Linked DNA regions of Mus musculus: all the other regions are linked to region 1. Evidence: chromatin contacts called from public HiChIP or PLAC-seq data. All regions are on one chromosome and are shown on one strand. The core of a region is the stretch at or near the end of the contact, and the rest is flanking DNA. Distances in the headings are between cores, read along the strand shown.

Region 1 (5,397 bases), core at 1,198-3,697:
GGCCAGGCTGCAGCCTCTGTTTGTCCTAGTGCTGGGTCCAGAGCACCCCAAGTGGCAAACCTGTGTCCGGCTGGGTTTGAAAGCTGTTTGAGAAAATCCCATGAGGCTGTTGTGGGCTGGGGTGTTTTCTCCAGAGCAGAAAGATTATGAAAGATATGTGAGGACAGACAGGGCTAGAGTTTGGTGAGGTTTAGGAAATTCAGCAAACGGGACTCAATGGTAGAGGAATTAAATGATGAAGGGAGTGGCCAGGTGGACCACCCAGTTTGGCTTGAGACCCCAAATAAAGGATGGGCCCGGCTGGGGACAGGAGCTGGGAGAAAGCTACTGTGCCCAGGCTCAGTTTGTCTGTAGCTTTGGATGGGTAAACTTGAGGGATAGTATTCCAGAAAGGAATACCATGTGGGCAAGGGGAAGGATAAGGGGGCTGGGGGAGGAAAAGGCCCAGTGTCGGGGTGAAGGACAGTAAATACTGGCTGCTGTCTTTCAACAAGGCTGAGGGTGTGCCAGCTGCGGCAGCCACCTGGTGTTGATGGGTTAATGATCAGGGAGGGTGAGCGGGTGAGTGACAGGATGTCAGGGGAGCCTGCCACCCACACAATGGGCCACATGGTCGCCAGAGCAGTAGACAGGGTCTTGATAAGATTTGGCTCTGTTCCATAGTCGCCGGGGGACTGCAAAGGGAGCCCCAGCCCCCAGATGTGTGTACAAGGCAGGGCCTGGGAGATAGGAGTTGAGAGGTTACTCGGTTGAAAGTGCTTGGTGCTAGCTCAGACTTAGCCAGATCCTGGCAGCTGGCCCTCAAGAGCATTCATTCATTCCATTCACCCATCAGTCACAAGCCCTTGGAGGAGACCAGACTCTCCCACCTAAGGAGACCCGGGGGCAGAAACTATGGTGATGACATAGGTCCTAAGGTCCCTTACTGCACACTGGGCAGGCCGTCTGTCATGGAATTGACAGCAGCCTCTCCAGGGCAGTGGCCACTCTGGTTAGCCCTGTTCCACAGAAAGGAAAACCATGGCTCTAGCCACTGAGGTCACAGTGCCAGCAGGAGGTGAGGCTGGCATGCTGGCATTGAACTCCCTGGCCTATGGACTCTAAGATTCTCTCCATCACTCTTGGGTGGTCCCCAGCCTGGCTGCTCCCTTGAGGTCCCCCCTCCCCCCCCAGGGCTTTCTGGATGGCAGAGGGTTGACCTCATGTCTCTTCTGTTTCCTGACTCTCTGGGTCAGCAGGGGCAGAGTAGAGAGCCAGGAGCGGACTTAGGGCTCCTGCAGCATCTTCCTTCTACCTGGCTCCTGCCTCCTCCTGCCTGCCCCGTCAGCCTGGATCCTGAAGGTCAGATTCTGTACCTCCTGCCCCGGCCCCTGAGTCCTCTCACATCATATCCTGTTGTCTTCAAGGGCCTCCTGCTTCTCTCAGGTCTCTGCAGCTGCCTTTCTAGAACATTCTCATCAGTCATGCTTGCGGCTTGCTTCTGCCTCTCTGTCCTTCCGGCCGCTTGTGTGACTGTGGCCTCCCCACCCAGACCTTCCTGATAGTCCTGCCTCACCCCCACTCAGCTTGTTACTCTCAGGCCCCTGTCTTCAGCCAGGGCAGGTCCAGCATCTGAGACCTGAAACCTCGGGTGTTTCCCTAGGATCTGCGAGTCCTCAGCCTCAGAGATACCAAAGCAGCAGGAGACGTTGGTCACCAGCCTGTCTCATACTCTGCCTCAGGCACACCTGACATCTTACACACTTCACTATAGAGTGAAGGGCCAGGTGTGATGTGTCTGTGTCCCACCCTGCTTCTTCAGATGGCTACACCTCTCACAGAGGTGAAGGGACCTGAGGAGCCACAGGTTGGCCATGAAGATAATTCTGTTCCTTCATCTCTGGGGCCTCTGAGGGAGAAGCTACAAGAGGAGATGTTCACCTGATCCTCTAGTTCTTCCTTCTTACCTAGACAATTCCAGTGCAGGCTCATCTTATCTCTAGGCATGGACAGTAAGTGGAAGGGCAGAAATCCCTAAGTCTGCCCTGAGATGATGAGACTTGTGTTAGTAGACGAAGTTAAAGCTGGACAGACAGGAGCAAGCGCCAAGGCTGAGGTTCCCCTTTCCCTCCTGTGAGGATGGGCAATGAGACCTACACAGTGGGAGAGGCTTTGATAAAGTCTTCGGTGATGGAAGAGACCAATTTTGGGGTGGGAGTGGAGGAACTGCAGGCTCCTCTTCCTGGGACCGGCATGCAATGTGACTTTAGCCAAGCCTTCTCTGGACTTCCTGCTCGTACAAGCACGGTTGTGGTTGCAACTGAGGTGGTCTCAAACTCAAGGCCTCAGAAGTTCTCTTCCCATCAATGCAGCCCCACACTTGCCCAGCAAAGGGTTAAGCTCTTGGCGCCAGCTCCGCAGAGTAACCCCCCCTCCTTTTCACAAACACTTGTAGGAAATCAGGCTGGGCGCTTCCTGCAAGGAGGAGGAGGCAAGGCAAGGCCTCAGCTGCAGGGGCGGGGAGAAGTGGGGAGGGATGCTTGTCTGTGAGCTGAGGCCGTTCTGGCTGGCAGAGCAGTCTGGAGGCGTTCCAGGCTGCTGTGGAGGCAGGGGGCTCCCCAGGTTTGAAACAAAGACCTTGTGGGCAGCTCCCCTGAGCCCAGGCCGGCAGGATGGTGGTGTAGTACTAGTGAGGTAAGGAGCTGAGCCAGGAGGAGGGCCAGAGGGAAGGCCGCCTTCCCTCTGGATGGGCCAGTCATAGACTCTGGACAACCCTGGCAGGCAGCCCAGCCCAGCCAGGAAATCACAGCTACGCAGCTGCTGCCACTCCTGTCCAGTTCTGGGAGTCCGGCCCCCACGAAAGAGTGGACCCCAAGATGCTAGTTTCCAGTTCCAGATCCAATTTGGTTCCCTTGGTGAACTTGGACCCGTGTTGGTCCCTCTCTGTCCCCCGGGGTGGGCTCATCTCAAGGCCAGTTAGTGCTTGGGTTACTGAGGGTCTCGAGATGTTCGGAAGTGAGGAACAGGCCAGGAGATGACACCCTCCTACCCAAATAAGGGCAGGGACAAAGTGGGGGCCAGGAAGCCAGCTTAGAGCTACAGTAGGACAAGATGAGAGTCAGTAATAGCCTGGCCCCTTGTTAGTTCCTCCCAGGCTCTTTGGGTGAGCCAAGGGACAGTCCGGGGACATCCGTCATGGGTATCTCCACTTGCCGCAGGCCAAAGGCCACTCCTGTGAACAGGTCTATGCCCTGCCACGGATCCAAACTTGCTTTGGAGCCCCACAGCCCAGCCCTTCAAAAGGGTCCAGCAGCTTGGTAAGGAGGTCTTTCCCCTGCCATCCTCCTGCCTCCTATACATCTCCTGGCCTTGGTTTAATAGTCACAGTGTTCTAAACTTCCTGGTTGTTCTCATTAGGTGGGTGCCTCTGTTTCCTCATCGGGATGAGGTTAAGGTGGGGATGTCCTGGCTCTCTCTAGCTGGGTAGCATGGAGATTCTGAATGCCAGGGCTGCTGAAGGTTGAAGCTTCAGTGGGGGAGGATCATCCTGGACACACACGCACACGCACGCACACACACACACACACACACACACACACACACACACACACACACACATGCACGCACGCACGCGCGCGCTCGAGAGAGAGAGAGCTGTATGAAGCAGTGTGTGGGGAACAGGGCATTGCCTAGCTAGTTGCTAAATAGAATCCCTGGAGGGTGTGACAACATGGAGATCAGTTCTGTACAGGTGTTAGGTGATAAGAAGCAAGGACATAGAGAAAGCAGTGTTTGGTGTTTTTTTGGGGAGGGTGGGGTGCAGTTTCTCTGGGGGCAGGTGGGGACCTTTAGCTCAATGGCCCAACCATTAGCAGGACCTAGTTATAGAGGGGCTGGCCCTCCTGGGTCAGGACATCATAATTCGAATCCCCAGCTTCCACTGCTACCCTGACGGCTGTCCAGACTTCCCTGCCTGCCTGTGGCACTCAGGGGCCAGGCCCTGAGCCATCCTTGAAGTTCAGCTTGTATTTTCAGACCTCTGTGTTTTTGTCTGTGCTGTTCCTCTGTCCCGATTCCCCTTCCTCTTTCTCCCCTAGATGTGCTTGGTCTGTTAAAGCTGTCACCAAACTTCCTTCTTCAGTGGTTTTTCTGGATTGCGTCCTCCACGGAGGGTGGGATCTTGGCAAGCATGTGTGTTTCTGTATCCTAGGGGCTGAGAACCTCCAAGTTCATTTGGTGCGTCTCTGAGGGTCAGGGTGCTCACCAGACAGAGGGATGGGTGCAGCAGGAACAGGCCTAGGTGACCACCATTCCCCTTTACAGAGAGGAGCAGTCAGCCAGCCACATGCCTCGAGTGGCTGGAACATACAGGGCTGGCTGGGATCTGCTTGCCTGGTGCTCAGCCTGCTGCTCTATTGCAACTTCATCTCTGCCTGAGGTTGGTACCTATTTGACACTGATGTGTGTTTGTTGATTGACTACCTGACTTGGCCAGTTCCAGGCTCCATGACACTGAGGGCTGTGACTTGCACAGAAGAGTAAGGTCTTTCTCAGGTAAAGCTCACAAGTCGAGGCACTTGAGAAATGGGTGCAAAACTGTAACCACTGACTGTTGCTGCCAGGGATGTGTGGGCTCTCCGGAGAACGGTGAGATTTTTGTGGCTGAGTCATTGCAGCAAACTGGCCGTTCCTCTTTCTGCACGTAGGGGCCTCTGCGATGGTGCAGGCTGCTCTGCGGTGGGCTAGGGGAAAGAAAAAAATGACATTTCAAAAGTCAGAAAACCACATGCTGCAGCCCTGCCTCAGCAGAGATGTCAGGAGGTGTGGTTGCACCCCCCTCTACCTGCCCTCGCCTCCGCACTGGGCTGAAGCTGGAGAGGCTCTGTTGAGGTCCTTGCTTAAAGGAAGAGTCTGAAGACTTGACCTGGGGCCTCTGAGCCAGGATCCCACAGACATCAACCGAGTGCACACAAGGTCGGGATCCCCCATCACCATGGATTTGAAGTAGGGGTGCAGGTCCTGTACGGGAACGAGGGGCCTTGAACTTAGATTTACAGTATTTTGTGGGGATCGGGGCAGTACATGGGTGCCACTGCACACACCAGAGGCCAGAAGACAACCTGGAGTGTGAGTCTCAGTTGCCAACTTGTTTTAGGCAGCCCCTCCCTCCCTCACGGCTTGTGTATGCTAGGTTGGCTGACAACATCCTGTCTGGTGTCCATCTCCTTGCAGGAGCGTGCTGGAGTTACACATGCTTGCACGCAGCTTTTATGTGAGTTCTGGAGACTCGAACTCAGGTCATTAGGGTTGTGAGGCCAGCATTTTACCTGCCGAGCCATCCCTCCAGACCCAACTTAAGAACTTTTCCATTCATCCTTTAAAAAAAATTACATTTAATCATTGTAGTGTGTTTGTGCA
Region 2 (5,397 bases), core at 1,378-3,877, 500 kb before region 1:
AGATTGGGCTACTTTGCATGCTCACCCATACCCAATTGGGCTCTAACCCTGGGCTAATGTTTCAGAGAGGTTTAAATATATTGCATGAGTGACCAGGCTTTCAGATTCTTATTTTAGCCATTGGCAATGGGTGCACTCTGACACTGAGAGAAAGTGTGACAATTTTCTAAAATTTTGAGGAATTACTATTCTTAGTCATGAAAAGACAGTGGACAGCATTTAAATATAAAGTATGTGGGTGCACTCTTTCAGAATGCTGGGATGGAAGAACTGCCCTTACCATACCGGAGGTTCTCTTGAAGTCTCAGTTTTCACTCATGTCTCATTCTGTGCCCTCCAGATTCTCCTCATTATAAGCTAGAATTTCTACTAGACTTGGTGGCTAATCTGACAGTATGAACCAGCTTCTTGTTTCTGTAGTCTACATTAGAGTATACATTCTAGAAAAATCACACAATCCTTACCACCAATGCCTAAGCTATGTCCCCAATAGCCATTTTATAACTTTCTTTGGATGACATAGAGTGTAATGGCACAAGAGAATTTCCCATGACTATTCTACTGTAGTAAGGGTCCCCTAGTCTGAAAATACTATATGGGATCCAATCCCAGTAAGGCAGTGTCCAGGTGATAATACCACATGAGTCCCCGTGGAAAGGAATAACAACCCACATGCCATTCTGTTTGAAATGAACTTTTGCCCCTTCAAGGTGAGAAGAATGTGATGTAGTCAACAGATGCCATCAACTTCAGGGCAGGTGTCATGGAGCAATGGTACTTCATCAGAGTCTCCGCATCCTTCCCTGCTGTCCACGGGTGCAACACTGAGCAGCAGATAGAGCTTCCCTGCTCTTGATGAGTAGCAGGCCACATGGATAAGCTTTGTGGAGCTTCCATCCTCATTGTCACTGGGATTTTTTTTTTCATGACCGCACAGTGCCAGCACCAAGGTGGCTGGTAACAAGCTATTGCCATCAAGGTGGCTAGGGACAAGCCATTGTCAACAGGTTGCTCTGACATTTTGTCTACTTCATCTTACATGTGTTGCAAAGATTTTCTCATTTTCTGCCCACCCCTGTGTCTCAGTCTCTTGCTTTCAACCTCATACTTTTTGTCTTCCAATGTTTCTCTTTCCTGGCCCCTCACCAAATATCCAAGCCATTCCACTTCCCATATATTTGTAATGTATTCTAACTTTGAGTCACTACTTTGTCTAGGCAGTGTGGACAGATGGCAGGTGCTCAAACCTCTGAGCATGTGAACTTTCCCTTCCTACTGTCTTCTAAGGTCATTTTTGCAGGTGTTTTCCATTCCATCTCAGACTCAGGTACCAACACATCAACATAATAAATAGTTCTTCCTCTATATATGAAACAGTCACAAAGATTTCCTTCCAATCTCCCACTCATTTTATGCATTTATTGGTGAAAACTGAGCCAGGGAGTGCCAGTTAGTGCAGAGGGGTAGCATGTAGATGAGACACCCATTTGTCACATCTTATCCTCAAATCTATACCTACCTCGCAAAATGCCACTTCTGGGTCACATTGGATCATTTCAGCACTCATCCACCTTATGGCTGAAGCCAAATAGAAATCGAACTTTCAGTTCATGGTAGCAGAGCTGGCCATGGTCATAGTCACTTAAGATCAAGATCAAGTGTCCCTTCTTTACCCAGAATATCAGGTAGAAAACACTTCTCCACTAGATTTCTCCACTGCAAACATGGATGTATTATTCACTGACATTAACTCCTACCCTGTGCAATTTCTTCTACCTGTTTCTAGCATTGCAAAGGTTGTGAGTTCACAACCTGAGCAGTGAGGCTACTTTCATCAAAATCTGGCTTTTGTAAGGGATATTCTGAAGAACTGATGCAGATATAATGGGACCACTAACATGGTATTCTCCAGATCATTACAGATGGCCACAGTCTCTGTGCACTTTTTGTTTCTTTGGCCATGAAAATAAAATACAGAGTGTTTTTAATGGAAAAAGGTCCCCACTTATTCTATTTAAATCCCTTTGGCCAAAATTAAATGACATCATCATATGCAGCTACAAATAAGACTGGAAAAAAAATGAGTTTTTTCCTGGATTACCAGACTACGTGCAAGTAATTTTAGATGCTGCATTACTGAGGGAAAACTAAAGAAAAGATACAGGGGAATAAATGGCCTTTCTCCATGGTTTTAATGTTTGTGTCCGTAGAACTAATGGTTCATGTATATATTAAGCACTTTGATCATCTGAGATGTAAGATGAAATAGGAATGTAAGATCCAATGACTCTAATCACCTAGTACATAAATAAAAGTTGAATAATTAACAGCATGTCTCTTCTGCTCTGTGTTCTAAGCCATTTCAACTGTGCCTAACTGTGCTGCTTTGCTTGGTTTCTACAAAAGGCAGTGCCACATCTCAATCTTTGCCTAAAACTCAGCATTACAATAGGCACTCAGCATTGTTCCCCAAGTAGTCTGATGAAAAAAAAAAAAAACAAAACAAAACTTTAGAGATGAAATCATTCCTTGCAATCATTAAGGAAATTGAGGTCCAAAGAGAAAGGGACTTGCCCAAGGTCCCTGCTTTCATCTGCATGTTGTCAAAGATTCATATCTCTGTCTGCAATCAAAACGGAGTCTAGCAAGACTCTACAATCTAAGAAGTAAAAGTTGAGCTTCCTAGGATGCCCCTGCCGAATATGACTCACAGGAAAAACCCCTAAGGACAGACGCCAGCCAACACTGTATGGAGTTTCCTAGGCTCTTTAACTCCTCACCTTTGAGTAGGTGCAGAGCCAATCTATATTGCTAAGGAACTTTTCAAACCACCCTCTGTGATTTTGCCAAAAAGGATCCAGATTTTGCCTAAATATCAAGTTGCCTGCACATACTTGAATTTCTCCCCTTTGAGGCTCACTACTCATATCTGAGAACATTAGTTACTTTGGCTGAGTTTCTAATTATTTCTATCTTGCAGCTGGTTATGCTTATGCTAAAGTATGAAGAAGAGCAGGTTAAACAACATAATATATTTAGCCCAACTCCTTTCCTGATAAAATTTATTTCTGTTCTCTTAAACCCATGTATCAGAGAGCTAAGAATGTAGATTAGTGGTCTGGAGTTTAGTAGGTAGAAGGTACTAGTGTCCCTTCCCAGCCTGTGAAGGAGAAAAAAAAAAGCTACCCAACATTGATTCTATCCATCATTGCTTCCAGAGAAACTATTTACGGAAATCAATTGGGATATATTAACCCATGTTATTAGCTCAGTAGATACCAATCACAGACGAGAGAAGTCTGTTTGTTATAATGCTAGCACTTAGACATTGCACTTCATTTTTTTCTGAAAATTTAAGTGTAATAATTTTTTGGTGGTAGGTTTGGGGGCAACTTTCAATAATGTTGTTTTCACCTTGAATATTTTCTAGTGCTTAAATACCAATGCATTTCTTATTCATCTACCAAAACAATGGTGATGACGATGACAATGATGATGACAACAGAAGATACTCAGGTGAAGGAAGTAATGAAGGGTAACACTTGTGAATGGCATTAAATACCAGATTCAATGACAAGATAACTCCAGTACTCTTTGAGTGCACAAGCAAATTCATGTCACAGAAGGTCATCATCAAGGTTTACTGTGTGTCTTAGGGTGAAGATCATTCTTCTAATTCTGAGACTCTATGGTTATGGTGCGCGTGCACGTGTGTGTGTGTGTGTGTGTGTGTGTGTGTGTGTGTGTGACTCTATGGCTACAAGGAGGATAAATCAGCAAATAATCATCAAGTTGTCCTCTGACCTCCACATGTACATCCTTCATACATGCATATTCACACATATCCACACATATACTCACAAACCCACATGCACACATGCACACAGGCATTCATAGGCCACATACATGCATGCTCTCTCTCTCTCTCTCTCTCTCTCTCTCTCTCTCACACACACACACACACACACACACACACACATAAAAAAGAAAGAAAATTTAATAAAAATATTTAAAGTCTATACTTGGTGAGAACTTAAGAATCCATTTTAAGGAGTTTCATTAGTTCTCTACAATTGCTAATGCCAAGTCACTTCACCATCTCTTAGCTTCACATGCTATCACCTGTGTAAGCAACTCCCTGCATTTAATTCTACCTACCGTAAACACTAGAAATAACAACCATGTTCTTAAGTAGGCATGACTGATATAATTTAACTTGCAGATAAAAAGAACCATATCTTCTGATATCAGATATAAAAGGGGGACTCCAAATTAGTTTAACATTTAAATGAAAAAGCACAAATTTTTATTAATAAACTAAAATGTTGGGAAATTCTCTTTTCAACACCTAGAGTTGGAAAATCTTGTATTTTGAATACATAGACTTTTCGGATAGGTTAATTCAACTGTGACAAACACCTTTCATTTATTGAAGAATATCAAAAAGGTAATAAATCTATAGTTATGAATTAAGATGAATCTGGCAGCCCCTGGAAGTGAATTTCTGAAGAGGGAAGTCTCAAAAAATAACAAGTTATGAAATATTGCTCAGAGTCACCAAATCAATAAATGACATGGAGGGCCCAGGAAAAATATGAACATTTACAATTGATAAAATGGAACTGGGGGGGATGTAGATAGAGATGTGGGAACACAGTGGCCACTATCAGGTCCCCTGGCAGTCTACCCTGGAGGGAAAGATGGTATTATATGTGTGTATATCCAGCAACCTTTCTCCAGTTGTGCAACACAAGAAATACACACAAAGGCTCATCAGGGAACATTCTTGGGGGATTTTTTCCTTGCATTTCTTTTAGAGAGCAATGGGGCAGAGTAAAGAGAAGAAGTAGTACAGGTTAGGGAGGAAGGAGTGAGGGAAAATTAATTTCACATCCACCCTAGGATAACTTGTAGGTAAAAGTGTCTATACGCCTGAATAGACCATGAAGTATCAAACAGACACTAGGAAAAAAAAATGCCTTGATTACTTACAGTATTGTTAAGGGGTCTTTAAAATATCACACCTGATAAAGAAAAACACAGATTGGATTATGGATAAACAGATTTCAGATACATACATAGAAAACTATAGGTTTTGATAGAACACAGACAAAGAAAAGGAGGGGCATAGACTCAATGGCTCCTCTTTTACCCCGACTTCTTCCACATTCTTTGCACAACAGCTTAGTGTGCCAACATCTTTGAACTGCTTGCCTTCCTACAAGCTCAGCTCTACTGCCTGCCTGTGTCATACCATTCCCTCCCCAGTCCCTTCTGTCTAAGTCACTGACGGACAGGCACACTGAATCTTACTTGCTTTGCAATCATCCATGTGTCTAGATTTTTTTTTGTAGAGTATTGGATTAGCAAACAGTGTTGACATCAAATCCAAGAGGA
Region 3 (5,397 bases), core at 2,096-4,595, 440 kb before region 1:
CACAAAATCAGAGAGTCTCAAACAATTGTGTAGAGAACTGAGAAAACCTACTCTCACAGGCGATACAGTGTTTCATCCCTCCCCGCCCCACCCCTTCAAATCAGAGAGCCTCAAACAATTGTGTCCAGAAGTGGGAAACTCTACTCTCACAGGTAATACAGTGTTTCATTTTAATGAGCATCTCGTTATCTAATCCTCTCTGTATGGCATCACAGAGCTATCCCAAGAAAACAAGAAAAAGAGACAAAAAGAAAAGCGACCTCACATTCTCAGAGTCACGGCTAGCCATGTGCTGTGTCTGTTACTAGACATCTGTAATCTTAATGTGTGTCATATTAGCTACGCATCTCTGTTGAGTGTCACTGGGTTTACTTCACTGGTACAGTAAGGAGCTGAAGTTCTGGGAGAGGAAATGACGGATCCAACACCTTCACTAGAACCACATGTTCTCTGAGAAGCACCATCTGCCCGGTCCTTATAGGAGTCGTTCTGAAGAAGTTGACTAGGTCACAAATCATCTGACTCGAAAGCCCCATTTCCCTGACCTGTGACTTGACCCGGGCACTCTCCCAGACTCAGGATCAGGAAGGCACCCTGAAGCTGCTTTCCCAGCAACGTCCTCCAGCTGTCTCCTGAGGCTTCAGTCCCGGGTGTGTGTAATGGCTACAGACTCATCTCTCCTCCCTTTAACCCTCACTGCTCTAGAATGATCTAGAAAGGCATTTCTACATCTCAGTCAACAATGTTCCCCATCTAAATAGGAACGCTAAAATCTGAAAGAGAATATTCCAGACTCCCAACATCCAAACATCAACTAAGCCTCTTCTCTCAGAATAAACCCCTCCAGACTCAGGCACTGAGGAGACAGATTGCAGAGATACAGTCTAGATGCTCAGTCCACAAATCTCTGGAGCCACAGCAAGATTCCTACTGCCTGGGGCACCTATACAAGTCTTCATATCCACAATAGACTATCTTATCATGGGTTCACAAGCTGATGAGACTTGAGTTGCATGACTGGTACCCCACAAAATATTGTCTAGGTCTTAGCAAGATCCCTGTGACTTTCAAAGCGGCCAGCCCACTTTTTGAACAGCACTGACTGGCCAAATATTCAAGCTCCCATCTCTGTGACTTGGGTTATAACTTGGGTGTCCTTCTTATATGTCTGCCCCGGAAACCATGTGAGGAAAAGGAGATCAGAGTGGTGTTAGTTGTCAGCTGAGAGCATTTTAAGCCTTCAGAAGCCACTAAGACTCTTGGGGTTTGAACCCCACCACGCATCCTTCACTCTTCTTTTGCTGACACCTCCAAAAGTGAAGTAACAGAGATGGCACCCTTCTCCAAGGTCTTCTTCCAGCTCAACAGTGTCAATCTCTCAATACCCAGCCCCTCCTTGAACCAACTCCAGCAATGGCATTCTTAGAAGGAGAAGCCTGTGCTTAGTCTTAAGCATGAAACTATCTAATCAATTCTTGAAGAAAAACTACAGTATGCCTGCCATTTGACTTCAGGAAATGCAAATGCTTCAAAATAAGGTAGACTTTTTCCATCATTGGGTTTCTCAGAATTACAGCTGAGGTCACCCCACTGTACACATGAAGACCAAAGGGGAAAAACAGAAGAAAAAAACGCCTGCATGTGTGAGAGACAAGCCTGGGCTTGTACTTCTGCCACCATCTGTAGATGCTCAGCTCTGGCAGATATCACCACAAGCCACCTGATACAGAGGGACCTTAGGACTAGAGAGATAGAGCCTGTTTTTGATGTGACATCCTGGCTTTGATCCAGGGCATGAATCCTACTTTTCCACCTAACTTAGAATCTGTGAGAGTCAGGCCAATATTCTCCCTGCCAGGGGAAAAAGCAAGCACTCCTTCTCACTACACTGATGCCCTTAGCACTGGTCCAGCCAGAGCTACAGAAGGAAATAAGAGAGATGGTCTAGTTGACTCCACTCAGCAAATGCATCTTCTTGGCTGATCAGTAGGAGAGACTAAACAGTAGTCTCTGCCAGGATGTGTTTTAAAGGACAACTGGCTTGATAGAGGCAGGGCATTCCACTTGACAGGAACCAGAGGTATGCAGGTGGAAGCATATCCATGTAGTTGTGTACTGGAGCTGCACGTCTCCAAACTTGTGTAGAGTGGGGGGAAATCCGTTTGGGCATTAGAGTCACACTGACTGAGTTTTGATCTCCACCCTACTAGCAACTAGATGTGTGGCTGAGAACAAGCCAGTTAACCCTTTCTTATTCATCTATTTATTTATTTATATTCCAACTGCTGCACCCTCATCCCATTCCTCCCTCACAGAGTCCTTCTTCCCATTTCCCCTCCCCTTCTCCTCTAGGAGGATGCTCCCCCACTCCTCACCCATATATCCCCTCCCACCCTGGAATATCAAGTCCCTGCAGGATTAATTATGCACATCCTCTCCTGCTGAGGCAATACAAAGCAGTCCTCTGCTTCATACTTCATACGGCATCTGCATCTGTTTCAGTCAGCTGCCGGGTAGAGCATCTCAGAGGACAGTTATGCTAGACTCCTGTCTGCAAGCACAACATGGCATCCGTAATAGTGTCAGAGATTAGTGTTTACCCAAGGGATAGGTCTCAAGTTGGGCCGTTATTGTTTGGCCATTTCTTCAGTCTCTGCTCCATCTTTGCCCACCCTCCAGTTAAACTTTTAAAACCTATAGTTTCTAATGTAAATAACAGAGATAACTGTAAACTATCTCTCATGGGATGATTGTAAAAATTAAATCTCTTATGGGATGCTTGTAAAAAAATGTAAAAATGAAATCATGGCTGTAGCATGCTCAGTAAAACATTACAGAAATAGTCAACATTAGTTATGATGGTGGTAGTGGTGATGACATTTATTACTATTAAGACACAGAATAAAATGAGGGAGGGTATGGGCTGATACTGGAGAGATTGGGAGGAGTCAAAAGCCCATCAGAGCTGTAGGGAACATAAATTAGAAAGTGATTCACAGCAAAGAGAGTCCGATTTGCATCTCTCTGGTTTCTTTTGGTTGATGTTCTACAGTCCCAAAGATGAGATTGGACAACAGTCACACTTCCTTAGACTATTACACTTTGGGATCAAATTTCTGGTTATACACATCCACGAGTATGTGCAGGGCAGCAACAAGCCTCACAAGAACACTGCTTAGATGATAATTATGGGCTAAGATCTAGAGAGTGGAAGCTGGCCTTCAGCCTTTGATGGGCCAGAAGCCCCGTGTGAGTCCAGAACAGCTAGAGATGAATACTGCCCCTACTTCTGCTGGGGGTTCCTCTAGTAGTGAGCTTGCTCAGACAGCAGAGGGAACCCTTCACTCAGCTTCTAGCTGTTCTCGGGGCCCCAGGGTCTTTCTCGAATGAATCTGGACAATAAGATAAAGGAAGTAACTGGTAGTACCCATGTGTCTCTGTTTAGTTTCTGTTTCCAGGATCTGTCCGTTGGTGAGTCGGGTGTTGAAGTCTCCCACTATTATTGTGTGAGGTGCAATGTGTGCTTTGAGCTTTACTAAAGTTTCTTTAATGAATGTGGCTGCCCTTGCGTTTGGAGCATAGATATTTAGAATTGAGAGTTCATTTTGTAGATGAACTTTTGGTAGATTTTTACCTTTGATGAGTATGAAGTGCCCCTTCTTGTCTTTTTAGATAACTTTGAGTTGGAAGTCAATTTTATTTGATATTAGAATGGCTACTCCAGCTTGTTTCTTCAGACCATTTGCTTGAAAATTGCTTTCCAGCCTTTTACTCTGAGGTAGTGTCTGTCTTTATCCCCGAGGTGGGTTTCCTGTAAGCAGCAAAATGTTGGGTCCTGTTTGTGTAGCCAGTTTGTTAGTCTATATCTTTTTATTGGGTAATTGAGTCCTTTGATGTTAAGAGAAATCAAAGAAAAGTAATTGGTGTTTCCTGCATGGTACTGGTACAGCGACAGACAGGTAGGTAGATCAATGGAATAGAATTGAAGACCCAGAAATGAACCCACACACCTATGGTCACTTGATCTTTGACAAGGGAGCTAAAACCATCCAGTGGAAAAAAGACAGCATTTTCAACAATTGGTGCTGGCACAACTGGTTGTTATCATGTAGAAGGATGAGAATTAATCCATTCTTATCTCCTTGTACAAAGCTCAAGTCTAAGTGGATCAAAGAACTCCACATAAAACCACAGACACTGAAATTTATAGAGGAGAAAGTGGGGAAAACCCTTAAAGATATGGGCTCAGGGGAAAAAATTCCTAAACAGAACAGCAATGGTCTGTGCTGTAAGATCAAGAATCGACAAATGGGACCTCATAAAATTGCAAAGCTTCTGTAGGGCAAAAGATACTGTCAATAAGACAAAAAGGCCACCAACAGATTGGAAAAGAATTTTTACCAATCCTAAATCTGATAGGGGACTAATATCCAATATATACAAAGAGCTCAAGAAGCTGAACTCCAGAGATTCAAATAATCCCATTATAAAATGGGGCTCAGAGCTGAACAAAGAATTCTCAACTGAGGAATACCAAAGGGCTGTGAAGCACTTTAAAAATGTTCAGCATCCTTAATTATCAGGGAAATGCAAATCAAAACAACCCTGAGATTCTACCTCACACCAGTCAGAATGGCTAGGATCGAAATTTCAGGTGACAGCAGATGCTGGTGAGGATGTGGAGAAAGAGGAACACTCCTCCATTGTTGGTGGGATTGCAAGCTGGTACAACCACTCTGGAAATCAGTCTGGCAGTTCCTCAGAAAACTGGACATAGTACTACTGGTAGATCCAGCAATACCTCCCCTTGACATATACCCAGAAGATGTTCCAACCGGTAAGAAGGACACATGCTCCACTATGTTCATAGCAGCCTTATTTATAATAGCCAGAAGCTGGAAAGAACCCAGATGTCCCTCAACAGAGGAATGGATACAGAAAATGTGGTACATTTAGACAATGGAGTAGTACTTAGCTATTAAAAAATGAATTTATGAAATTCTTGGGCAAATGGATGTATCTGGAGGATATCATCCTGAGTGAGGTAACCCAATCACAAAAGAAGTAACTTGATATGCACTCACTGATTAGTGGATATTAGCCTAGAAACCTATCAAGGAGGAAGACCAACGCATGGATACTTCATTCCTCCCTAGAATAGGGAATAAAATATTCATGGAAGGAGTTGCAGAGACAAAGTTTGGAGCTAAGACGAAAGGAAGGACCATCCAGAGACTGCCTCACCCAGGGGCCCCATCCCATAATCAGCTACCAAACACAGACATTATTGCATACGCCAGCAAGATTTTGCTGAAGGGACCCTGATATAGCTGTCTCCTGTGAGACCTTGCCAGTGCCTGGCAAATATAGAAGTGGATGTTCACAGTCATCTATAGG
Region 4 (5,397 bases), core at 1,477-3,976, 410 kb before region 1:
AGGGGAATGCCAGGGCCAGGAAGTGGGAGGGAGTGGGTTGGGTAACAGGGCGGGGGGGGGAGAGTATAGGGGGCTTTGGGGATAGCATTTGAAATGTAAATGAAGAAAATATCTAATAAAAATGCCTTTAAAAAAGAAAATAAGATTCAAGGAAGTATACCAATTATAATAGTAATCTGAAGTTTCACTAATATAAGAGTATATTTTCATGAAAGATGCAAAAATTCTTCAAACTCTAAAATAGATCTGAGAGAAGCTAAAGACCTTACACAGAGAAAGAGAGACAAAGAGAGACAGAAAGACAGAGACAGAGAGAGACAGAGACAGAGATATTGCAAGTATAAGATGAAAAATTAACTTGTAGAGTGAGGTAAAATCTCCCCAAATTGACCCTTAAAAAAACATGTCATGCCAGTTAAAATTCCCATGAGTGTGTGTGTGTGTGTGTGTGTGTGTGTATGTGTGTGTGTGTGTGTGTGTGTGTGTGTGTGTGTGTGTTTAAAGAAATTGAGAAACTGATTATAAAACAGAGGCAAAACTCATGAGGTCCATCCCTTCCTTAGGAAATAATGATTACTAATGGCTGGTGGAGGAAGAGATCCGTAGTAGCCTGAACGAAAACACCACCACCCAGCAATAGGCTCCTATGTTTGAAACCTTGGTCCCCCATTGATGGAAACTTTGGGAAGAATAAGGTGTGGTTTTGTTGGAGGGGTGTGTCATTGGGGATGTACTTAGAGGTTTTCAGTCTTTCCCCACATGTTCTCTGCCACCTCCTTGCAGATCAAAATGTGAGTTCTCAGTTTTTCATGCTGCTCTGCCTTTGCTGCAGCATCATGGAATCTAAGCCCTTGGAATCATAAAACAAATCACATGCTTTCTCCCATAAGCTCCTTGGTCATGGTGCTTTGTCACAGCAACAAAAGAGGAACTAATGTGGGGTGTCATTTTTTTCTCTAACATAGCCACTGGGGAGGGGACTAAGTAGAAAGAAGGAGGATACAGCAGGAAATCAAAGACTATGTTAGCAGGCAAGGCAAGTTAATATAATCACCAGGCATTATGTGTACATATGAGACTCTCAAAAATGAAGAAAACAAAACAAATTGACAAATTCAGTTAAAGATGTGGCTCTGACACAAAGTTTTCACCTAAATTTATGAAGCCCTGAATCTCATCCATAACACCACAAAAAAAGGTGGAAGAAAAGGAGTTGTTGTCACTGTGACATCTATTTAGAAATACGTAGAACTTAAAATAAGTAAAATGACTTTGATGCAAATGTGCAAACTGTGAGACTTATCATCAGAAATCAACTTACTACAAAGCAAAGAAAATTAAAGCAGTATGGTGTTAACACGGGAAGAGAAAATGGGTAAGTGGAATGAACTCAAATGCTTAGGATTATTTGAATAGCATCAAAAAGATATCAACATTCTCCTTAGTAAAAAATGTGAGAAAAATTGTGTATACACACACACACACATATATAAACTTATCATTGGTTCATGTGCTTTATTTCATACTTAAAAATTAGGATACAGAAAATGTGGTACATCTACACAATGGAGTACTACTCAGCTATTAAAAAGAATGAATTTATGAAATTCCTAGCCAAATGGATGGACCTGGAGGGCATCATCCTGAGTGAGGTAACACATTCACAAAGAAACTCACACAATATGTACTCACTGATAAGTGGATATTAGCCCCAAACCTAGGATACCCAAGATATAAGATATAATTTGCTAAACACATGAAACTCAAGGAGAATGAAGACTGAAGTGTGGACACTATGCCCCTCCTTAGATTTGGGAACAAAACACCCATGGAAGGAGTTACAGAGACAAAGTTTGGAGCTGAGATGAAAGGATGGACCATGTAGAGACTGCCATATCCAGGGATCCACCCCATAATCAGCATCCAAACGCTGACACCATTGCATACACTAGCAAGATTTTATTGAAAGGACCCAGATGTAGCTGTCTCTTGTGAGACTATGCCGGGGCCTAGCAAACACAGAAGTGGATGCTCACAGTCAGCTAATGGATGGATCATAGGGCTCCCAATGGAGGAGCTAGAGAAAGTAGCCAAGGAGCTAAAGGGATCTGCAACCCTATAGGTGGAACAACATTATGAACTAACCAGTACCCCGGAGCTCTTGACTCTAGCTGCATATATATCAAAAGATGGCCTCATCAGCCATCACTGGAAAGAGAGGCCCATTGGACTTGCAAACTTTATATGCCCCAGTACAGGGGAACACCAGGGCCAAAAAGGGGGAGTGGGTGGTCAGGGGAGTGGGGGTGGGTGGATATGGGGGACTTTTGGTATAGCATTGGAAATGTAAATGAGCTAAATACCTAATAAAAAATGGAAAAAAATTTAGAATCAGATTATATTCCCGGATGTAAATAGTAAGACAACAAAGTCTCACATCCACAATATGAAAATCCCCAAGTGGCCATTGAAAAGACAAATCATCTTCGAATGGACATTTTGGATCCATTCAAATGCCTATTGAGCTAATGATTTGAACAAGGCTTCAATAAAGAGATTGCTGTGTGTCTGGGGTGTTAATAATTCCCTGTTAGTATTACTAGGACATCAAGGAAATGGGCATGAAAACCACAATGTGATGTAACTATACTCCCACAAACTGACTGAAATCAAGCCACTGCCAACACTCAACACTTGGTGGTGAGGATGTGGAACAACTGAAAATCTTATTCACTGCTAGAGGAAATGAAAGTGATACAGTTATTCTGTTGCACTGTCCAGCAGGGTTCAACCAAAGCAATACCCGTGCTTGTCTTGTGATCCAACCACTCCACATCTAGGCTCATTTTACAAACAAATCAGGCCACATGGACACAAAAGAACAGATAGGGCCATGCTTGTAACAGTTTCATTCATAATAATCCTGCGATGGTTAATATTGATTGTCAACTTGAAAATGTCTATAATCACCTAAAGGGCAAGTCAGTTGTATAGCTAATTCCTCCAAATTAAAATATTTCTTCCTGGAGGGACAAGAGGACTTCACAAGACTCAGGAAGTAAAACTCACAAAGCTTGAGAAGCAAATGAAATTCACAAGATCCATAACCGCTTTCACAATTATATAAATAGCAACAATTGCTCCTGAGAGGAGTCACTGAGCTGCCTGAAATTTGTGAAAATAGCTCTAGGTATTCAGCTTCCATGAGTCAACCACACGTTACAAACAATGGGATTTTTTTTTTTTTTTTAGTGATTTAGTTGTCTTTGGATCACCCATACTCCAGAAATAACTCCGCAGCCCCCAGTCTGTTAGTAACCCCAGGAACTCACCAGTTTGCTAAGCCAGAACTGGACAGGATTACTTATCTAGTCCTCAGGGCCTTATCTGGAGTGAATGAACACTTTTTTCATTTATGCACAATTTTATTTATATACAACTGATCCCAAACAATTTACAAAACTAAAGCTGAGTTGAGGAGGAGGAGTTACATAGTTCCTATGATGGATTATGAGATAGGTAACTAACACTGACCCATGTGGGTTGACCCAAGATGGCTGCTTTTCCCATATGCTAAAGAATGGTGTGCTTGCTTGTTGTAGAAGTGCTGTTATGCTTGACAACAGATGCCATCAAGACAAAGCCACCTGAGAGTGGAGCATCCTTGGTGGAATCCTAAAGTACTCACCTTCTTCTACTTGTTATGGAGTGACATTCATTGATGTTCACTATACAAATATGGAGATTCCCCCAGCACTGCCAGTAGACTAGAGAAAACCTTACAGTCTCTGAAAGTAGCACAAACAGAAAAAGATTATAAGCAAGTTGTGGAGTCAATTGCAAGGCCATTATTCTAGGTAATAAGATATAGAACAGATGTCTGTTTCCTGTAGCTTGTCTTTTGTGACTTTGTGGATTATTCTTTATTCTACCTTTCTTCACTCCCTTTCTTCCACCCTTTCAACCCCTTAATAAGAGAAAAAAAGAGTAGAGGAGGGAGAAGAGATCCCTGACTAAAGTCAGGAATTGGAAATCTGGTGTGTGTGTGTGTGTGTGTGTGTGTGTGTGTGTGTGTGTGTGTGTGTGTGTGTGTTGAGGGAGTGGTTTATTGCTAGATTACTTCCTGCTGATTTGGGTCATTGAGTTACTTGGGTCAAGTTTGACCTTCACCATCAGAATATCTAATTTTATTTTCTTTCTTCTATGCTCATGGCTACTTAACAAACTGTGACCAACAACAAGTAACCAACAACTCACCAACAATCCCCCCACTTCTTAAGACCCTAGGACATTTATATACCCTCTAAAAAGTCCCCAGAATTTCAAACATCACCCAGTCACAGAAACTATCTGCATCTGGAAAAAAAAAATCACACCTCTGCTAGAGCACGGGCAAGGCATAGTCAGCTTCTGTAGACAATCTGAAGCACCCCATATGCTACATCTGGGAATAAGATGGAAACACATCTTATATTTCTATGATTTTTTTAAGGAAATCAAAGTTCCAGAATTGTCACTACAATTTTCCCAAAAGAAAACGCCTTTGTGAGTGAGTGATTGCAATGTGGGAAAGGCCTGTAGATACCATTGGCCTCTGATTTGCAAAGGCAGTGGGAAAGAGAAAATGAGATCAAGCATTGGTTTACCATTTCTTTCAGAATGCCAAATACAATGGAGTGTAAATTAGATATACGCCATCTGCCTCAATAACAGAGGAAGGGTGATCTAGAATTTAGCATGCAGACAAAGGGTCTTAATAACAGTGTAGTACAAGAAACTATGACATGTTTTAGCATCTGAACTTCTTGAACTGAGAAAGACTTTTAACTCAGCAATTAAAGAGCCTCCTATTGCCCTAGCTTATGTGGCTAAGGGACATAGGAGCAGATGGAATTAGACTGAATACTGTGGATGCAGAGAAACTGAGCAATGTAACTACTGCTCCCTAGAGACAATGAATGCATAAAATGTAGTGATATAAGAAAAACAGGCCCTGATGGACTGGTTTTATGAGTTCCTGGGGATACATGTTTATGACTCTCAGAAATATCAGAGACTGAGAAGACAACAGAAAAAAGACAAACATTGCTGGGGGAACTTGGAATGAAAGGGGCAGTATTTGATGTTCCCTGGACTAAGTAGGGTCATATTCACAGGAAAGTTTTAAAAGAAGTTGATTTTAATTTATGCACAATTTTATTTATACACAACTAGTTGATTCAGCACAGACCTCAAATCTAGTTTGGGGTTTTACTGTCTTTGCTGAGCCCTACAAAGGGATCTTAATGAGATGATAGAGGCTTTGGAAAATCTGAATGGTTTAGAACTATTTTTTTAATCAGGCTTGCATAGATACAGCAATCACAAGGAGATTATAGAGGAGAAAAGATGAAAAAG
Region 5 (5,397 bases), core at 2,076-4,575, 340 kb before region 1:
ATTCGGTTACTTGCAGTTTCAGGCATCTGGCAGAGAGGTATGCAAACATACTCCCTGTGGACAAGAGGGGACTGCTACATGAGCTTTGTGAAAGTGGGTTTTCTTTTTAACCTACCTTCTGCTGTTTCATTGGTGAGTGCATTTGTTCCTTCTTTAGAGACAAGCTGATTACCATGTGCCTTTGAATCCTTTGAGAATGCAGAAAATAAGAAATACTTAGACCCACTGAAATAAATGTTTATGTTACCCAAGAGGACTTTAAAGATGGCAAGCAAACACACAAAAAGATAATTACATCATCAGTCACTATATCATGATGTTACTACTTCAAACCTATCAGAATAGCTAAAACATGCTGGGCATGGAGGTACAAACTTTTAGTCCTAGCACTCGGGAGACAGAGACAAGCAGATCTCTGTGAGTACAAGGCCAGCCTGGTCTACATAGTGATTTTTAGGGTTTGAGGGCTACACAGAGAAACTGTGTCTCAACGCAGAAAAAAAAATGGTTAAACCAGAGCTAGGGAGATGGCTTAGCGAGTAAAGGATGCATCCTAAGCATGAGGAACTGACTTCAAATTCCCAGAACTCATAGATAGCCAGGTGTGGTGGTGCACATCTGTAATCCTGGGACTTCTACAGGGAAATAGGAGGCAGAGGAAGGAGAATCCCCAGATGTTCTCAGGCCAGCTAGGCTGGCCTAGAAAAACAAGGTATCACTATCTGAAACAAAGTAGACAGCAAGGACTGATATCCAAGGTTGTCCGCTGATCTATGCATACATATATCCTATACACACATGCACATACTGTGGTACATGTCACACCATATATTCACACATACCGTGGTAACATGTGTATACCTAAACATTATATGCATACACACATCGCATACATACCTGTGGCATACACACACACATGATAGAAATAAAAATGGCTAAAATAAAAACAAGTGATAATACCAAGTTCTGAAATGACTTTTGGATCTCTGTCATGTTGCTGATAAAAATAAAATGGTCTCTGAAGCAACTACAGCACGTTCTTACACAAAGAGCATGTGCTCAACAAACAGCCCAACAGTGCCGCTCTTGGTCACTGATGTCAAAGAAATAAAAGTGAGTTTGCACAAAGACCTGTACATGAATATTCATAACAGTTTCATGCATAATAGCTAGACATAATTCAAATGCCCTTCAGTGGGTAAGGTTAAACAAATTGGAACATCTGTACCCTAGTAGAGCTCTCTGTCATTAAAAGAAATGTTAAGTAACAATGGCAAAGATCTGGGAGAATCGCAAAGATCCATTTCTTAGTAGGTTTGCTACCTCAAGCATGGATAAGCAGGGGCCATAAAAGCTACCCTTTGATGGAATTCACCTCAACAGTTGTTAGTTATGAATCAAGTACCCATTGCCAAGCCAGGAGGAACATCTGCATGACTTAGCACCTTCCCTCCCAGCTTTGATGGCGGTCCAATGGAAGTGACAGAAAGAGCCAAGCCAAGTCAGAGCATTTGGTGACAGAGAAGATGGGATGCCTCGAAAGCATTGAGGATAGTATCACTCCCAGCTGGAGGGAAGGGATGCAGCAAAGGAGGAATAGGGGAATGGGGAGAGAAATCAGAAGCTTCCCCAGCAGAGAAAACACCGTGGGTGAGCATTAGACTGTAGAGGACTGGAGAATCTACATCTTGGGAACATAGGAAAGGTGAGTCTGGGCCCCGGGGAGGATTGACAGCAGGTAGTGTCCAGGCCAAGGGCTTTCCGAAATACTGAGAGGAACTGGGTTGTGTTCAAGAATAGGGGCCACCAAACAGGGACATGCCATGGGCTACTCTAGGTGCCTGGTTTCTTTATTCTTTCTCCTCACCTCTCTTTTTTTTTTATTATTTAGTCCTTCCTTCCTTCCTTCCTTCCTTCCTTCCTTCCTTCTTTTCTTCCTTCATTCTGCATGTATATGTGCCACAGTGTACATGTAGAAGCCAGAGGACAATGTGTCAGGTCTCTCTCTCTCTATGTGGATTTCCAGTATTAAAGCCAAACCATCAGGCTTGGCAAGAAGCACTTGCGCCTGCTGAGCCAGCTCACAGGCCATGGATTCCTAATTGCTGTAGACCACCTTTATACAGGGTCCTCTATGCTTCTCTGGTGTCACCCCTCCCCACCTCCAAGACTGAATTCAAGCCCCACCTCCTCTTCCAGAAGGGGATTCAGTCCTCCAAATGGAGGCAGAGAGATCTCAGTGAGTTTGACGTCAACTTGGTCTACCTATTGAGTTTCAGGACAGCCAAAACAACATAGTAAGACCTTGTATTTAAAAAAAAAAAAAAGAAGAAGAAGAAGAAGAGGAAGGAGAAGTGGGGGAGGAAGAAGGGAAATGAAAGAGAAAATAGAAAAAGAAAGAATGAGAAAAAGAAAAGCAGTTGTCTCAGGATGAAATAAGTCGATAATAAGTCAATTGATATTTGCCTCCCAGCATTGGGTTAAAAAGCAAGTGTTTAGTGAATGCTAGCACATATCAGCTGCCATGCCCTCTCCCATCCACAGCCAACATAGGCAAGGTAAACCACTGGCATTAAGTTAACTTTGGGACAAAGGAGTACAGAAGCCTATGTCATTATCTCTCTGACAGTCACTTCTAACTACAATCACAACCAGATACTCTCTGCTGGAACATAAATAACCTTATGTTTCACAGGCTATGCCCATGTCTAATTGTAACTTAAAATGGACATCTTCCTGGCTCTGCTCTCTTCCATCCAGAATGACGTAGGGCGGGTACCTTTCTGACTGTCAGTACTTCCATCTATAGAATGACAGGGAGATAAGACGGTTTGTGGCGCTTGGCAAGGGGCTGATGTGAACGTGATTTCCATTTCCTGTTGCAAGCCACACACCTCCTAGTCCCTCACTTTCACTTCCAGAAGGAACACACTTCCCAGACCAGCTCGGCTGGCTGCAGTCCAGGGCAGGAGCAGGTACATTTTAATTTGCCCCACCCATTGACTTAATGTATTCTTGATCTCCTCCTCCAGGGACTTTCCTGACTTCCTTCTGTAAATGAAGGAAAGAGCACATGAGCATACTGTACATAAATATGCTTGGGAAAGCTTTCTCCTTCTCCTTCTTCTTCTTCTTTTTTTTTTTTTTTTTCTTAAACCAAACTTGGTTTCTGTTGTAGGCGGCGCATTCCCTAGCCGGGCAGGGCAGGCTGCAGAGGGCTGTCAGAGGGAGGGGAGAGTAAAAAAGGGAGGAGAGGACAGTCATTAACTCACTCAGTGTGACAGCTGCTCTCTTATTTAATGGGGGGCTCTCTGGTCAGAAGGGATCAGAAGTCTCTCCAAGACAGCAGAAGGATGGCAGAGGAGCTGGGGTTGGGCTTCGGAGAAGGAGTCCCAGTGGAAGTGCTGCCGGAAGGCTGTAGACACAGGCCAGAGGCCAGGGCCGGGCTAGCTGCCAGGAGCAAAGCCTGCCTGGCTCTCACCTGCTGCCTGTTGTCATTTCCCATCCTCGCAGGACTTAGCACCCTCCTAATGGCTGGCCAGCTCCGGGTCCCCGGAAAAGACTGTATGCTTCGGGTAAGTAAACTTGCTCCTGCTTAGACAATCAGTGGTCTCTCTGCAGGCAGCTGTGTATTCCAGTTTGGGACAGAGCCATTCATGGATAGCGCTGGTGGCTCCCCTGTACAAAGCAAATACAGACCGGGGGGTGAGAGGTGGAAAGGTCCCATCTGGTTCTTAACTTTGCACTTCCAGGGAATTGAATTGTTTCATCTCATGTTTGTGCAAGAATAACTTCACACTCCATATACTCTTTTTTTGTTTTTGTTTTTAGATCATTATAATTACAGTGCGGCAATACTTTGGAAAACATTCCTTTTTCCTTAAACAAAAAGCTCTTAAATTTAATTACATAATGCATGATTATTGAGGGGAAAAAACATAGAGGTGTAAACTATTAGTGAACTAAAATATATAATGCCTTTCTATTTATATTGGAGGATGATTCTGAGATTTCTACATAGTATGAAATTGTTTCTATGGCAATGACCCCACGGCAGTATGATGTATGGATGACTATATTATGTTCTTATACGTGTGTGATAAAATTTACTTAACCAGCTCCTCTTCTTGGATTTAGAAATATTTTTCAGTGCTCAATTAAGAACATACTGACCCTGAGATTTTGCTGGGACTAGAAAGAAGGTTAGCCACCACAGGGGTATAGGGGTGGCACTCAGAGAATGAGGGGGGCAAATATCCAAGCGGTGACAAAGCCAAGGCTGAGGACACCCAGGAAGGATCTGAAAGGTCAATGTGTGTTATTTAAAGAATATTCCTCAGGGGGAAATATCTGACATAGTCTGTAGTGACTGATTCTACTTTAGTCCCAAAGATTAAGGACTAAAAGCAAAAATAGGCAGCCTAATTAGAAACCTGGTCTCTAGTCAATCCTGGGCAATTTCCACTCTGTGGCTAATGTGTAACTCCTGCCACTCCATCAGGGTCAACAAACTGTGATTCAGGCAGCCACGTGTCATGGTTTATACAGTGTAGACATGTGCAGATAGACTAGGAAGGCTGCTTATGTTAGAAGGGACCTGTAGGGTATTAGAAAATGGGAGGTCAGGCTATGACCCCAGAAAAGCACACACACACACATACACACACACACACACACACACACACACACACACACACACACACACACCAGACTGAGGCACTTCAGGGAATACTCAACTCATACGGAGAGAGCTGTTGTTGAACACTGTATTATTAAGTGGCCTCCAGCAATCTGTGCCTCCTTGGACTCTGGAGGGATTCCTGACATACAGTTGGATCCTATTACTCGAGATGCTGTCTACAATCCCCATGTTGGCCGAAGCCAGACAAGGTCATCTAGGTACAGTCCAGAAAAGGGAATTGGCAGGGGGAAATGACCCAACAGGGAGACTCATAAAGAAGGTGCTGGGTGCCATCACAAACCACAACACCCGAGTCCCCTCCTCACAATCCCGACTCAGATGCCTTAGGTATGAGCCACATTGATACCTAATGCTCCCATCCCACCACGAAGAAAACCATCTTGCTGGAGGGGAGACACAGAGGAGCTTGAGGTTGTTGCTTAACCAGACTACAGGACATCTCAGCTTCCAAACAGAATAGTAAAGGGGCTGAGACTGGGATGCCTGGAGAGATGCAGGTCCTGAGAAGCAGCAGCTGGCCACTCAAGGCAAGTTCTTAAGGGAGAAAAATATTTATGAAACAGCTTGTAGGGGCTTAAATGGGGGCCCTGATTGCTATGCGCAGATAGAAGGAACACAGAACAGCTGGGAACATCCAGGATCAGTGGCCTGAGAAGCTGCTACCACCAATTCCTTGGGACTGGGTAAAAGGAGTT

What was found. HiChIP or PLAC-seq counts read pairs in DNA pulled down with a chosen protein or histone mark.
Region 2: a contact with region 1 is called in an H3K27ac HiChIP or PLAC-seq map of bone marrow-derived dendritic cells, with 4 times the contacts expected there. The contact joins the enhancer-like site here to the promoter of Akna in region 1. A contact is called at or near these places in 1 of 39 promoter capture datasets (cranial neural crest) and 9 of 115 datasets of contacts at active chromatin or transcription factors (CD8 T cells, bone marrow-derived dendritic cells, craniofacial prominence and 6 more).
Region 3: a contact with region 1 is called in an H3K27ac HiChIP or PLAC-seq map of bone marrow-derived dendritic cells, with 5 times the contacts expected there. The contact joins the enhancer-like site here to the promoter of Akna in region 1. A contact is called at or near these places in 5 of 39 promoter capture datasets (the 3T3-L1 cell line, the HPC-7 cell line, embryonic stem cells and 2 more), 2 of 15 datasets of contacts at CTCF or cohesin (large pre-B cells and pro-B cells), 95 of 484 Hi-C or Micro-C datasets (B cells, the C2C12 cell line, CD4 T cells and 54 more) and 19 of 115 datasets of contacts at active chromatin or transcription factors (CD8 T cells, DN3 thymocytes, astrocytes and 12 more).
Region 4: an H3K27ac HiChIP or PLAC-seq map of bone marrow-derived dendritic cells shows a contact between it and region 1, with 3 times the contacts expected there. The contact joins the enhancer-like site here to the promoter of Akna in region 1. A contact is called at or near these places in 4 of 39 promoter capture datasets (the HPC-7 cell line, embryonic stem cells, frontonasal cranial neural crest and 1 more), 1 of 15 datasets of contacts at CTCF or cohesin (large pre-B cells), 2 of 484 Hi-C or Micro-C datasets (bone marrow-derived macrophages and female germline stem cells) and 4 of 115 datasets of contacts at active chromatin or transcription factors (bone marrow-derived dendritic cells, embryonic stem cells, microglia and 1 more).
Region 5: an H3K27ac HiChIP or PLAC-seq map of stem cell-derived neural progenitor cells shows a contact between it and region 1, with 2.2 times the contacts expected there. The contact joins the promoter of Tnfsf15 here to the promoter of Akna in region 1. A contact is called at or near these places in 4 of 39 promoter capture datasets (the 3T3-L1 cell line, embryonic stem cells, hippocampal neurons and 1 more), 5 of 484 Hi-C or Micro-C datasets (B cells, adipose-derived mesenchymal stem cells, embryonic fibroblasts and 2 more), 4 of 115 datasets of contacts at active chromatin or transcription factors (bone marrow-derived dendritic cells, double positive thymocytes, embryonic stem cells and 1 more) and 1 of 9 other capture datasets (adipose tissue).

The regions. Positions count from the first base shown.
Region 1 is chr4:63,400,495-63,405,891 of GRCm38.p6, reverse strand. Akna (AT-hook transcription factor) reads left to right here and starts at 2,447. Exons shown (of 22, transcript NM_001045514.3): 1 at 2,447-2,673. Gm52742 (a long non-coding RNA gene) reads right to left here. Exons shown (of 3, transcript XR_003955424.1): 3 at 3,766-4,721.
Region 2 is chr4:63,903,506-63,908,902 of GRCm38.p6, reverse strand. No RefSeq gene overlaps it. Among named protein-coding and RNA genes, the nearest start is that of Tnfsf8, 45 kb to the right of the region's middle. Within about 2 kb of position 2,627, at least 9 of the 459 cell types and tissues checked have an H3K27ac peak or open chromatin away from gene starts, as enhancers often do. A contact at or near this core is called in bone marrow-derived dendritic cells and thymic regulatory T cells, where this site is marked.
Region 3 is chr4:63,838,604-63,844,000 of GRCm38.p6, reverse strand. All of the region lies in intron 2 of Tnfsf8 (tumor necrosis factor (ligand) superfamily, member 8), which reads left to right. Among named protein-coding and RNA genes, the nearest start is that of Tnfsf8, 20 kb to the left of the region's middle. Within about 2 kb of position 3,345, at least 17 of the 459 cell types and tissues checked have an H3K27ac peak or open chromatin away from gene starts, as enhancers often do. A contact at or near this core is called in B cells, CD8 T cells, the CH12 cell line and 4 more, where this site is marked.
Region 4 is chr4:63,813,225-63,818,621 of GRCm38.p6, reverse strand. No RefSeq gene overlaps it. Among named protein-coding and RNA genes, the nearest start is that of Tnfsf8, 45 kb to the left of the region's middle. Within about 2 kb of position 2,726, at least 21 of the 459 cell types and tissues checked have an H3K27ac peak or open chromatin away from gene starts, as enhancers often do. A contact at or near this core is called in bone marrow-derived dendritic cells and bone marrow-derived macrophages, where this site is marked.
Region 5 is chr4:63,742,987-63,748,383 of GRCm38.p6, reverse strand. It overlaps Tnfsf15 (tumor necrosis factor (ligand) superfamily, member 15), which reads left to right and starts at 3,325. Exons shown (of 4, transcript NM_177371.4): 1 at 3,325-3,575. The coding sequence starts at 3,354. It overlaps Gm42294 (a long non-coding RNA gene), which reads right to left. Exons shown (of 5, transcript XR_881353.3): 3 at 3,273-3,678.